Regions from separate parts of the Mus musculus genome. Here region 1 is linked to region 2. A link is a contact called in public HiChIP or PLAC-seq data. All regions are on one chromosome and are shown on one strand. Each heading gives the region's core, a stretch centred on a gene start, on an enhancer-like site or on the middle of the called end of the contact. The rest is flanking DNA. Distances are from core to core; before and after follow the strand shown.

Region 1 (6,077 bases), core at 2,082-4,581, 330 kb before region 2:
GGGACTGTGCAGGTTGGGGAATCCCCAGGGCTTAGCAGATCAGTGTGTGTAAAAGTTCTGTCTGAACACGAGCGCCAAGTGAACCAAACAGCTCGAGGCTCCATCGGGGAACTGGCTACTACAAAGTTCTGCCACATTCTTGGATCTCATTAAAGATACGCCCTTCTAGTGAGTTTCATGTTGGAATTAAATCCATGAAGCCTTTACCTCATTGACACATTTAAGGGTCCGTGACTTACTGGAGTGTATTTGTAACAGACAGACCTACAATATCCTAATTTTGCTGAATATTTAGCAACTTTGGTTTATGTATAAACAAGATAATGATTTAAGTATTGTTTAGATGTAACTCGTGGCCACTCAAATTAATTGATTACTTATTAAGACTCTCAGCCTTGAGTAGTAAAAGCAGAGGCTGACAAGATAGGCAGGGCCCCTGAAGCCCGGGGAAGTCCCCTGCAGGAAGGAAGTCCCCAGCCACAACCCAGGTCACAGGGGCTGAATTGACAGTTTACATGTTAGAGAAGCTAGAAGTCTTGTTGGTGGTTCGAGGATAGCCAGACCTACAAAGAGAGACCCTGTCTCGAACTACAAGCAAGCAAAAGAAGTGGGCAGGAGCCAACGTAGGGGTCAGGGACACTGGTGTGGCGATCAACTATAATAATCCGTAAGATTTACTAATGTGTAAGGTAATAAGATTTGGAGCTTAAATCCAAACCGGTGCTCATTGCTGGGATCAAGTCCTTTGTCCCGTGGCATCTGAAGTCTCAGAAGCCTTGGTTCTCCTTATTTGTTTCCTGTCTTTCCTAGTAATGGTCACCAACAGGCAGGCGGACACGACCGAAGCAAGCCTGTTGGCCACACCTCGCACTCACAGAAGTTTAAGTTGTGTTCCGTTCCTGTTGCAGAAAACATATGGCAGAAACCCCGAGATTCGTTCTGTCAGCTGTTCCACTTGAGCCCTCTGGGACTCGGGGACTTGGGACACATATGTGCTGACATGTAAAACAAAGAAGTTCTGTCTGGAGTTGTGTGGAGTTGACGTAGCTTCGTTCCCTCAAGCCCAGGCTGGTCACAAAGTCTCATGACTAAAGCATTTCCTTGCAACTGTTTTTGGGTGAACCCTGCTAACTGCAGAGAAGCAGGCCTCTGATGCCTGCACACTTCCTGCTCCTGCTCCCCCCCCCCCCCTCTCTGCAGTGAAAGTGCAGAAATGAGCCTCCTCCTAAGCATTCTCCCTTCGTATGCTCCACCCTTCCTTCCTTCATCAGAGGTGAGACCAACAGTGATTAGGGCAGAAAATAATGTTTTAATTACATTGCAACAACCCCAAAGTAAAACCTTTTCCTATCTTAAACTACAAATGAAGGACTCGTCGTTAAGTACACGAGACAGCAAGAGAACCAGTCACTTTTAGTGCCTGGCCATTGTGAGCAGGTTGGCAACTTTAGAATATGGTTAGTTCTGTGTTTTTGTGAACTGTACTCAGGAGCCCAGTTGTAGACTGGTGGTGAGGTTTGCCAGCTGCAAAGGGTGTTGTTTTCCTAGGGTTAAATGGCTGCTTGGGGTTTTCTGCCGTGCTCCCCATACGGTGGGACACAGTGCCCAGTGACTGTGACCAGTATTTAGGTCATTTCCAGGATGTGGCAAAGGCTTGAGTGCTACAGGCGCTGAGTGGGTTATGTATCCAGTATTAGGGTTCCCAGTGTGTGCAGTGTGCACACGTATTTCTGGGAACAGGAATGATGGGAGTGGGTTTTTGGTGATGCGTGTAGGAGTTCAAAGGGTCAGAAGTTGAGCGTCTGTCTGGTTGGGATTCTTTCATTTTCGCCTGGGGAGAGAATAAGTATTGGCAAGCGAGCGAGGCTGCACAGGAGGCAGATGTCACATCTGAAGGATTATGTCATGTCAGGGAGTGTGTGTCTTACGGGAAGGCATCAAGAAGCCACAGAGGGGCATCGTGGAAAACTTATGGAGAGCAGTAGAAGGAGGTGTGAGCTAGAAGCCGATTTCAAGGCGAGTGGTGGGGTCAGAAGGACTACTGACCACTGATTAGGAGGCTGCAGATACAGCAAGGCCACCTGCGGGAATTCCACGGTGGGGTGGAAGGCAAGGGGAGCCAGGCGAGGCTATTTAAATGAATGAAATGCTTGATGTGATAATGGATCAGGATTTCTCTTAACAATCAATCTTGGTTGGGCTGGTATCCATTCACATAGCTCAGGGATCGAGTTTTATCGCTCTGGGTCAATTCCCCGGGCTCTTCTGCAAAGCAGTCTGTGGATCAGGTTGGCTTTACTGAACCATGTGTGCATGTATGCATAAGTGAGAGGCACATATGTAATTAGGGTGGCGTCTGCTGTCAGGCTTTATAGCACACATGCACACAGAGAGACACAGAGAAAGAGACAGACAGACAGACAGAGGCACAGGGAGATGGGGGGGGGGGGGACAGGTTGCCCATGTGATTTATTTTGAATCACTTAGTCAGAGAAATGCAATTTCTCTGTTTGCTTCTTTGTTGGTCTGGGATCAGAAGATTAAGGGTGCCCTTGGCCATATTTCCTTTTTATTTTATGAAACTAGAAGAAGCTGGAACCCCTTTTATAATAATAACCACTATATAATAATAGCCGTTATACAATATAATGCCTTTGGACAACTGGCCTATTATATATTATGAATTAACTTCCAATGTACCATTAATGCATAGTTAAAACATCAACAAAGTCTACTGATTTCTTCGTTCGTTTAAGGCATTTGTAATACTCTTAACAAGCCTTTCATCCTTTGGCAGTTCAGCTTGTCCTGTATACTTTGTGGGTAAGAAATGAAAAGCCAGAGCTATATGTTGACGTTTCCTTGAGTCAGTAAAGCTTGTGCTCTTCTTAACTGTGTGCTGTTATAGGCTGTCACTAATAAGACAGGATGAGTTAGCCAATCAGGTGGTTATTACTAAACATTAGAATCCGCTTTGTCGTTATTTCCATGTGGTGGTTTGTGGACACATCTACATTCCCGGTGCATGTGATTCATCCTCGTGTCCAATCTGGGGTCATATAATTTTGTAAAAAATGACATAAGCATCAGTTGATTGTGCTTGCATTTTTTTATATCTTAGTAAGCATTCTGGTGAAAATGTAACCTTTGTTCTCTAACATTCTTCCATAATTAAATGCATTCACAGAAGATTCCGATCCATTAAAACACTTCCTTCCTGTGACACTGGCGTGAGCTTTACACGGCCACCCCACCCCCACCACACACACCTCGCTAGCACTGCCTCCCTGCAGTGGAGCAGCATCCTGCAGGCTCTGCGCTGGAGCGGCTTGCTCAGACAGGGTGACGTCACCCTCTCTGCCGGCAGTGCGAGGGCGGGGCCACCGCACAGATGTGGAGTTTTATCTCCTGCCCTTTGTGTTCCGGAGCTCTGCCAATTACCTAATGAGTAAAATTCGGTAATTACCACCAAGGCTCGTCAGTAAGAGCAGCTACCAGCTTACTATTTAACATTTTTGCTGTGGTTGCTTTAGAACGCTGCCTTAGTTATTAGTCTTACTTGTAGCATAACCTGTGCTTCCGTCAGCCATGCTTCAGTCTTTCCCACAGGCGATTTTTCGGTTTAATAAATGTAAGGTGGGGGTAGCTGACAGGCTCTGAGACCTACGAGGTGGCTGGGAAGCAGTCTGTGGGTGACTGACAGACAATTCAGAACAAGGCACACGGGCAACTTTATCAGGAGCTCTATCTGTGGAGGAATAATAGGGCTCTTAAATACCATGTTTTCCTAAAAGAAAAAAAAATTAAGTCAGCGAATGATTATGTGAAATTCAAAATGATTAAAATCTGCTAGAGGTCCTGAGTGGATTACCAAAAGAAGCTGTTTTAGTTTTAAACTTACTCTTTTTAACACACACACACACACACACACACACACACACACACACACACACATATATATGTATGTATATGTATATATGTATATATTGTATATGAGTACACTGTAACTGTCTTCAGACACACCAGAAGAGGGCATCGGATCCCATTACAGATGGTTGTTGTGGTTGCTGGGAATTGAACTCAGGACCTGGAAGAACAGTCAGTGCTCTTAACCACTGAGCCATCTTCCCAGCACCAAAAATCTTACCCTTACCTCAGATAATTAGCTTCATCTTAGGTCTTTGTGCACATGTACACGGAAAGTGCTATTGGGTCAACGAGCTGAGTGATGAGTGAGCGCTCACACAACCTGGAGATGTCCCGTGGTGCGGCTCCTCCTGGGAGCAACCAAGATGGAGGGCTGCTGCTCCTTTATTGTTGGTTGATGTTAAAAATGGAAGGCCACCGTGGTGGTCAGTGAGCTCTGTGGCTTGCTGGGAACGGTTCTGTTGGAGTGGCACCGCAGCCCTGACACAGAGTCTGATGACCAAAAGGGCACAGTTGATCTGACCACTGCGCTGTTGGGTTGTTGACATTCCAGCTCCCCCCACCCCCATTCACCCAAAAGATTTCCCATTGTCAGAGACAACTGTGGGATCTCTCCTCCTGGAGCAAAGAGGGTAATTTTCCCTCTTACAGCTGTAATCATGGTGTGACTGAAGGCTAAATACCCAGAGCTGATCTTTTACAGACTGAAATAGAAAGTCCTGGAGGACACTGGGCGAGCGGCGGCGGGGGTGGGGGTGGGGGACGACGGACAGGGACGCAGACTCTGGTAGTTTGTTCCTTTTCACCCGGTACTCAGAGGTTTGGATACTCGCACCTACTTCCGTCTAAAGCGAGTTCCCCGAGTGAGAGGAAGATGGAGGCTATCCATTTGCTGCATGGTTGGCAGCTTCTGAAACAGGAGACATTCGGTGGCGTGGTCTTAGTATTTATCCCAGGCTTACTGCTCCTGGCCAGATAGCATTGTAAACATGTAACACGATCCACTCTGTTGTTTAACATCAGGGTTGAGCTGTCTTAGATGAAACTATTAAGATATTTAATTTACGTATGCACATTTAGAGAAGGGGAAGGAGGGAAGGGGAGAGTGGACTTGAAGCCAGAACTTCCCAGAGCTCTCTTTACACAGTCATCCCTCTGCTAACCAAGGCCTAACTGCAAATGCCCTCTCATGAGCATCCTCAGCACACACATTGTAGGCCTGACCCAGAAAGTAGTGCTTGTCAATCACTCCTTCCCTGGGACCCATCGTGCCCCACAGTAGTGGTTCATGAAAGCCTACACCAGCTTCCTTACCTTTCTGCTCACATTATTGTAGGTTTTATGTAACTTAAACGTTCAGAAAATGGGCACAGCTAAATGCCCCTGATCTTGGTGGTTGCCTTCCTTGCCTGCTGCCCACCTTTTGCCCACCCTCTTCTAACCTCACCAACTTCTCTGTGCGGTCCTTGTCCATCCGCAGACCCTCTTGGTCATAGAAGTAAAAGTGTGGCTACTCCTTGGTCTCTGGGACAGAGATATGGTGAAGAATCTCAGAGGGATCTCTTCTAACTGAGTTTGTAGTGGGTGACCTCCTGTAATCCCAGCAAGAAGAAATGCCTCCAGGAGAAGACCATTGAACCCAGAACCTAAAGCCTTTTAATTCACGAGCCAAGGAAGTCTTAGGTATCTGGCCTTTCTGTACTGTAGTCCAGAACCCATGGAGTATAGCAAAAAGCTGTTTATTTTTAATTTCTAAGAAAAATTATTTTTAAACAGCTGCACACTCTGACTTCATAAGTATTCTCTAGGGCATAGACAAGAACCTGGGTGAACATTGGCTTGTTGGACGTGTCTGTTCGCGACCCTGAACAGTAGAAAAGGATTTCTCTTGTCAGACATCTTTAGGTTTGACCTATAGCTGCAGGTCACTCCATTCTCACTGGGATCCCCCAGCTTATGAGCCTTCTCATCATCTGCATTGGCTACAGGCTGTCACCAGCCTGACGCCACTGCCTTAGCTGTACCGCCATCTTTACCACGAGCGGTACTGAATTAAAGTGGTACTGAGTTACCTCGATGGATGGGGAGCTGCTGAGATTAGCTTGAATTTATTCAAGAGCTCTGGAGGCACTGGGGTGAAATTGTAGCCC
Region 2 (6,493 bases), core at 2,480-4,979:
TAGGTAGCCAGGTGACTAAGCTCACCTTGATGCTAGCCAGATATGAAGATGCCTATATCCCACATACCTTGGTGGAAACAAAGAACTTGACCTCCTAAGGTTTCACAAATGCAATGGGCATGATGATAAGTATGTATAATCAGCATATGGAAAGTGGAGGCAGGAGGATTATGAGTCTCAGGCCATCTTTGGCTAGTTAGACTATTTCAAAAGGCAAAACAATAAAGCAAGGAAAACTCCCAACATAAGCAGAATAGATGTAATCAAAAGACCAGGAAGGAAGAAACCTCCAGTCTTAAAGTGGTGGGATGGTCGTAACCATAGGGATTATGGGTCTGTGATATTAATAAAACAACAAAACACGAGGAATTTGAACAACTAATCTTTTGGGTTATAATGGCACATCTTGAAAAGCAGGGCTTTCCTGGGAAAGTCTGCAGGCAGGGCTACAGATGGTAGGAGTTACAGACTCTTCTCAGACCTGGCTGACATTGGGATTTCCATATTCTGAGCGGGGCAGAGAAGCTGGGGAAGGCTCAAAGAAGACTATGCCCAAAGTGGTAGGAAGTAAAAAGCACCATAATGCAGAAAAACAATGTAAAGAATAAGTTATTTAGCTACCACAAGAAGTTTGGAGGAAGAAAACCGCTCGCTCACCTAGATTTTAGCTACTGAGGGTAAAGGGCTAAACTTAATATGTAAATCTGGGAAACGGGGAGATCTTAGTGAAGGTTAGGAAATGAAGCGACTGGTGAGTAAAAGACTGGTTAGGATAAGAGGACCAAGACACTGAGAACAGCCTCACTTAACCAGCCCCTCATCACTTCTTAGACACAAAGCTGGAGTGTGCAGCCTGCTCAGCGGTATTCCGGGTAAAATCCCCCAAGCCTCACACCAAAAACACGCGGATGCTAGTAGCAACAAAACCATAGGCAGGACTGTCGAAATGGCTTCTATATGGACTTCCTTAGGACAGGATTCAGCCAGGAAATGGAACCGACAGCTGCTGCACATGTGCAGGAATAACTTCCAGAGGGCTTCGTTTCACCAACGCAGCAGGGAAATGCGGGTTGCCGTTAACGCTCTGAACTTGCTCATTTTCATTGTGTTCTAAAACTGGTTCATATATAAAATCAGCGTTGCACCCGGAAGGAGCCTGGACTATTTGAGTGGGCAGTGCCCAGAAGCGAGAGGTGTGAAAGGCCCTGTCATAGGCCCGGGGTTGGAGAGCTCTCTTGTGTGGCAGTCAGGTCTTTGAAGCTCTGACACTTTAGTCCTACCAGCTATAGACAGTCATCTTAAGATACCACATAGCAAAGCAAAATATCATTGATTAACTACAAGGAACAAGGTACGTCCATAAACCTTGTGACAGCCCTGGGGTAATACACCTGCCTCATGGTAACATGGCTGACACTGTGGAGTGCCAGCCCCTGCTGTGTGTACCCTGAATCTGCTCTGTGACATGAAGGTGATGTGGACTTCATTTTCAGAAGCTGGCTCATGCAAACCTGGGTCTTATACTGCAGGGAACCAAAGTCGACCTGGCCTAATGTTCTCCCGTTGCAAAAGCTGCCTGTCTTGGACCCACGGTTGGAAACCTGTGTTTTGGGCTTTTATAGCAATCACCACTGTGCATGACACAGGATTTCTGTGAAGTTATACACAATTCATACTGAGTAGGGTGTAGGAATGGGTTCTTCCCCCCCCCCCCCCCCCGGTCATTAAAGAATTAAAAGGCAGGAGAGTTTGAAAGTCAAAACCACAGTTTATTTGACATACAAGGACCTGGAGGAACCCTCTTGGGGTTCTTAGTCTCATTAAGAGTTTTATTAAAACATCAAATGGAAGCTCAAGGATAATTTTAGAAGAGTTTTAAAAGAAAAATCCCAGAGCAAGCAAGCTGTAAGTGTCGGGAGTTGCCTAGAGGAGAGGGGGGAAGAAGGAAAAACCATGTTACTCTGCAGCAGGCAGCCACGTGGTGGGAAGGGAGCGTTCAGGATAAAGCAAGGAACCCCCAGCTGCTAGGAACCCCCAGCTGCTAGAGAAAGCATACTTGGGAACAAAAAAGGGAAGGAGTCGGACCTTTTGGCATAGGGAGCAAGCTGAGCTCCATGGCAGCTTGGGCTCGGGCATAGGAATTCTGGGGAGCAAAAGTATCTCCTTAAAGGAATTTATTTTGCCTATCTCTTCAACAAGGCTGAAGTTGAGTCTGCCTCCCTAAAGGTGCTCCCACCTCCCTGCTGTGGTCCCTTGGCCCGGTGGTTGACCTGCTGGGTCACATTCACTCCTCATGTTGGATAACTTAGTGTTCGATTTTTGCCCAGACCAGAGATTTTTTACCCTCTTGAGCAGAAGGAAGAGTTTTCTCTTAGTGAGTCCTCACGGCTGCTGGGTTGGAGCAGTTCTGCTCTCATCCCCTCTCTCCTTGTACACTAAGGACTTCTTTTTCAAGTAGAAAGGCTTTCGGTTCTTGTCTGTGGTCTCAGCTTGTATATTGGTTGACATTGTTTGTACAGAAGTAGATGTCAAGTCTTGCTAATAAGTGCATTTGGAGTTACTGGCCCAGGTGAAAAGAGGTACTGTATAAAAGCTAACTCTGTCCATGTGTGTCTCCTGCATAAACCATCCAGTAAGTCTATCCACGTGTGTCTGACAGTCACCTCTAAAAGCGCATCTCCCTAGTCAGGTTTTGAGAGACCCTGTTTGATTGATTGCAAATGCAGGAGAGAAAGATTATCATTGGACCGGAAAGGCAGCTTAGTGATTCAGAAGGTTTGCTGTGAAATCACAAGGATGAGAGTTCTGCTCCCAGCATCCACTTAGTAAGCCCCAGGGGGCATGGGGGGTGTCAAAGGCCAGATTCGTGGGTCTTGATGGCTTCTAAGGGCCTCCATCTCAAAGGAGATAAGACTACTACTCGACAGGACACTTGGTCCCTCTTCTGGACTCTGTTGTGTGCACAGTTTGTGAATCTCCACACTAAAGTGTATATACGCAAAGATACACACTAAGTAGAAATTCTGAAAATGAATTACTAAGTTTTTGTAAGGTACTAGTTACAAGTCTGGCACCACTTGCACTTGGCAGAGAATTTGTTTCCTTGGATTTAGGTGCTCTTCCTGGTAGGGCACCACATCAGTTAACGGAGCTAACGACCACCCTTCTGTCTTGTGGTGGGGAGAATGAAACTTAAGGTTTCCTTGTCTTCTCATTATTTTCCCCTTTGAGATCAGACAGTAAACAATGCAGTGAGTTGTTTCCTGACTTGTAAAGTGGGGTTCGGGTTGTTGATTACAGTCCTGTTTGCCTCTTGTTTAGCTTTGGTGTGTTAATTTTAGTCACCAGCCTTTGAGCAGGGCACCCAGGCCTTTCTTGAGATTTCCACTACATCCTGTTTCATGTGTGGTTAGATCAGCTGATGAGTCACCTGATGTTTTGCCACTTCGAATGACAAAAATAGAGGCTCAGAATAACCACACAGAGAAGCAGCTCTCATGGTTTCCAGATACATTGCTGAAAACCGTGCTTTTTGATGCTTCAAGCTTTTTATAAAAGAGCCTTGTGTGAGGCTCTTGTGGAAAGGCAGACAAGACACTGGGTTTGCACAGCTAACACTGAAGTCACCTCACCTTCCCAGGTCCCACCAGAGATAGCATTATTATACTTTTGGTTATAAAAGTGTGTGACAGGCAGCATTGAAAACAACCCTCTCCTGGTGGAGCACAGAAGGCTTAGCTTGCCTGCAGTACCCTAAACCAGACACAAAGCAGCACATGGTGTTCTGGTCATGTTCTATTCAGAGCTTTACTGAAGCAGAAAAAAGTACAAGGAAACATTGCTCAGGTAACATCATTTCATTAGAAGAGGCCAGGTGTGGTGGTGCACACCTTTAATCCCAGCACTTGGGAAGCAGAGCCACATGGATCTCCGTGCGTTCAAGGTCATCCTGGTCCACATAGAGTCCCAGGACAGCCAGGGATATGTAGAGTGACCCTGTCTCAAACTAAAAATAGATAATTATAAGAATATTAGGATTTCCTATTTTGCAGCACATCTCTTGCTCTCGCTTCAGTATGGAGAGAAAGTTGCTGAATCTTGGAAAATGTTCCTTTCCCTTTGCCTATTTCAGAAGAAAATATTTTCAAACAGAGCAGTTAGGAAGGTGGGAGATTGGGGAACTAGAATCAGAGGGAGTCTTTGTTTCCTCTCTGAAACAGGCACACACACCCACTCACCTGCACTAAGGGAGTGGTAAAACTATTTATTAAAGATAAAATGCAGTCACTTTCCCCATGACCAAGGCCATTGTCTCAGTCCTGCCACATCCAGGAGGGGCTGCATTGCAAGAAAGCAATAGGGTCCACGGAGTTTAAAGTGCTTAAGTACTTAAGTAATTACTGCAGCTCAGAATAAGTGTTTTCATTTCTGAGGCCCTCTCTGAACATTTCCAAGCCAAAGCATGAGCGAAGGCCAAGAAACAGATGGTCCCAACCGAGAGAAGAGTGCCTTTGACTCCAGATGCCCAAGCCCAAGCCCAACACGGGCAGCAGGGAGACACTGACCAGCTCCAACCCACAGATACAAACAAGGCCTTCGCAGTGGAAGGATCCCTGGTGAGTTCCCACCAAGCCAACCGCAAGCCGCTCACACTCCCGGAGCCCTGCAGTGGGCAGGCTTTGTCCTTCCTGAGTCACAGCAGTCCTGTTTACTCAGTTCCAGGGGGCCTTAGAGAGGGCCTGTGTGCCAGCACCCAGTAAACAAGGGCAGAGCCAGCAGCAGGTCAGGTGTGCACTTAGAATGACCCTCGGTTGCCCCTCAGATAAACAGGCTTCTCTAGTTTCTCGGAGAAAACCCTCACTCTAGAAAGGCCATCCTAACTCAGTATTTTGAGGAAAACTTGTCTCCTGCCTCTGCAACTTTAGGTTGTATTTGTCGCTTAACCTTGAGAATGATCTTCCCACAGTCCTTGAGGATTTCACAGACATGGTCCTTTTCAGTTTGTTAGCTGAGCAATATGTTTAAAAAGAACACTCAGCTGCTGAGCTAGAAAGGCTGCCCTTAATGCTTGTGGAAAGAGGAGAAAGGCCCTTCCCAAGTCTAGGCCGTGGAATTCTTTGTTTGAATACAACAGTATGGCAGCTGTCTCAGGGTGTCAGGTGACAAAACAGGCCCACAGAATGTGTGTGGAGGAGCCTGTACTAGGAGGGGAAGGTCAGAACAAATCCCCCCAAACCGCAGCTCCATTGCAGAGGCCTGGGCCTGGCACTGCATTCCAGGGGCTCGGGACATCTTACACAGCTGATGTCCAGTCATCCTGATGAAGGCGGCTCTGGGCTCTAAGCTACATGTCCCAAGTGCACAATAAAGAGATACTAGCTTTTCTTGACTTTAAAGGGAAAGGATTTCGAATTTGATATTTGGTATTTAAGCTCCAACCCCAGAAGCATGAAAATAGCCACACATTTTAAAAAATATTGCTGTTTAATTTTCTAGTCATGTACTTTAAAAAGCCAATACAATTAAGACTTTCAGTTATCTTTCAGATCTGCCCCTGACGTCACCCACAAGCAGCTACGGAAGCACATAGGATTTGTTCCCATGGTGGGCACATATGAGGGACACTGGGTATCTAGAAATGGAAATGCGAGCCTGTGTAGCCCTGACAGTCTTAACATGAGGTTACACAACACCAAAATAATAAGCACAAGAGGCCCGCCTTCCGCCCTTTTCCCTCCGCCCTTCCCACCTTTGCCTGTCTACAGTAGTGGATCCATTTCCTCCCGAGGTTGCCCATCAATTGGATCTGTAGGCCCTTACATTCATACACAAGGGACGTGTAGAAGGCTGTAACATACAGCGGTCACTGGTACAACCCGAGTAAGCTGTAGGTATGTGGAGCATGAAGGCAATCACTGAATTGTATTAGAGACATTTTATTGAAAATGCGAAAATAGGAAATGTATTATAGCCTAAAATAAATTACATAACATATACAGCATATATTTATATCTTTAAAATATTTGTTTTGTTTAGGTTCTTTCAGTCTAGTTACTTTGACTAAATCAGGAATTTAGTGAACTGTGTCCATAATTTTTTTTAAAGGAAAAAACCCGCTTTCCAAAACTTAGAAAAATATACTGCACTAAGTGGATTTCCAATGCATTATTTCCGGGGTATCACATAGTGACCTTGATACTGTTTATAAAATGTCTTGCTTTATGGTGTGGAGGGGAGTACCATAGTACACTCGGTTACCTGTCCTGCAGAAATAGGCGGCACATCTACATCAGAAGTTACGAGACAAGACCCTGGCATTAGGATGCTAGATTACGACTTAAAGCTTTGCTCACTGTGAAAACGAAATGGACAGTTAGAGAAATGGACAGTTAGAACGCTCCACTTCTCGCTCTAGTGCCATCTTCAGGGAAGGCGAGTAAACGCAAGCCTTCAGGGAAACTCATGCGGAGGGTGCTGACACTGGAGCTGCACT

What was found. HiChIP or PLAC-seq counts read pairs in DNA pulled down with a chosen protein or histone mark.
Region 1: a contact with region 2 is called in an H3K27ac HiChIP or PLAC-seq map of regulatory T cells, with 2.8 times the contacts expected there. The contact joins two enhancer-like sites. A contact is called at or near these places in 1 of 484 Hi-C or Micro-C datasets (CD8 T cells) and 5 of 115 datasets of contacts at active chromatin or transcription factors (effector CD8 T cells, large pre-B cells, microglia and 2 more).

What each region holds. Positions count from the first base shown.
Region 1 is chr15:27,921,050-27,927,126 of GRCm38.p6, reverse strand. All of the region lies in intron 1 of Trio (triple functional domain (PTPRF interacting)), which reads left to right. Among named protein-coding and RNA genes, the nearest start is that of Gm29975, 71 kb to the left of the region's middle. Within about 2 kb of position 3,331, at least 298 of the 459 cell types and tissues checked have an H3K27ac peak or open chromatin away from gene starts, as enhancers often do. A contact at or near this core is called in CD8 T cells, effector CD8 T cells, microglia and 2 more, where this site is marked.
Region 2 is chr15:27,593,882-27,600,374 of GRCm38.p6, reverse strand. Ank (progressive ankylosis) reads right to left here. Exons shown (of 12, transcript NM_020332.4): 12 at 5,466-6,493. It also overlaps a transcript of Otulin not described here. Among named protein-coding and RNA genes, the nearest start is that of Mir7117, 26 kb to the right of the region's middle. Within about 2 kb of position 3,729, at least 254 of the 459 cell types and tissues checked have an H3K27ac peak or open chromatin away from gene starts, as enhancers often do. A contact at or near this core is called in CD8 T cells, effector CD8 T cells, microglia and 2 more, where this site is marked.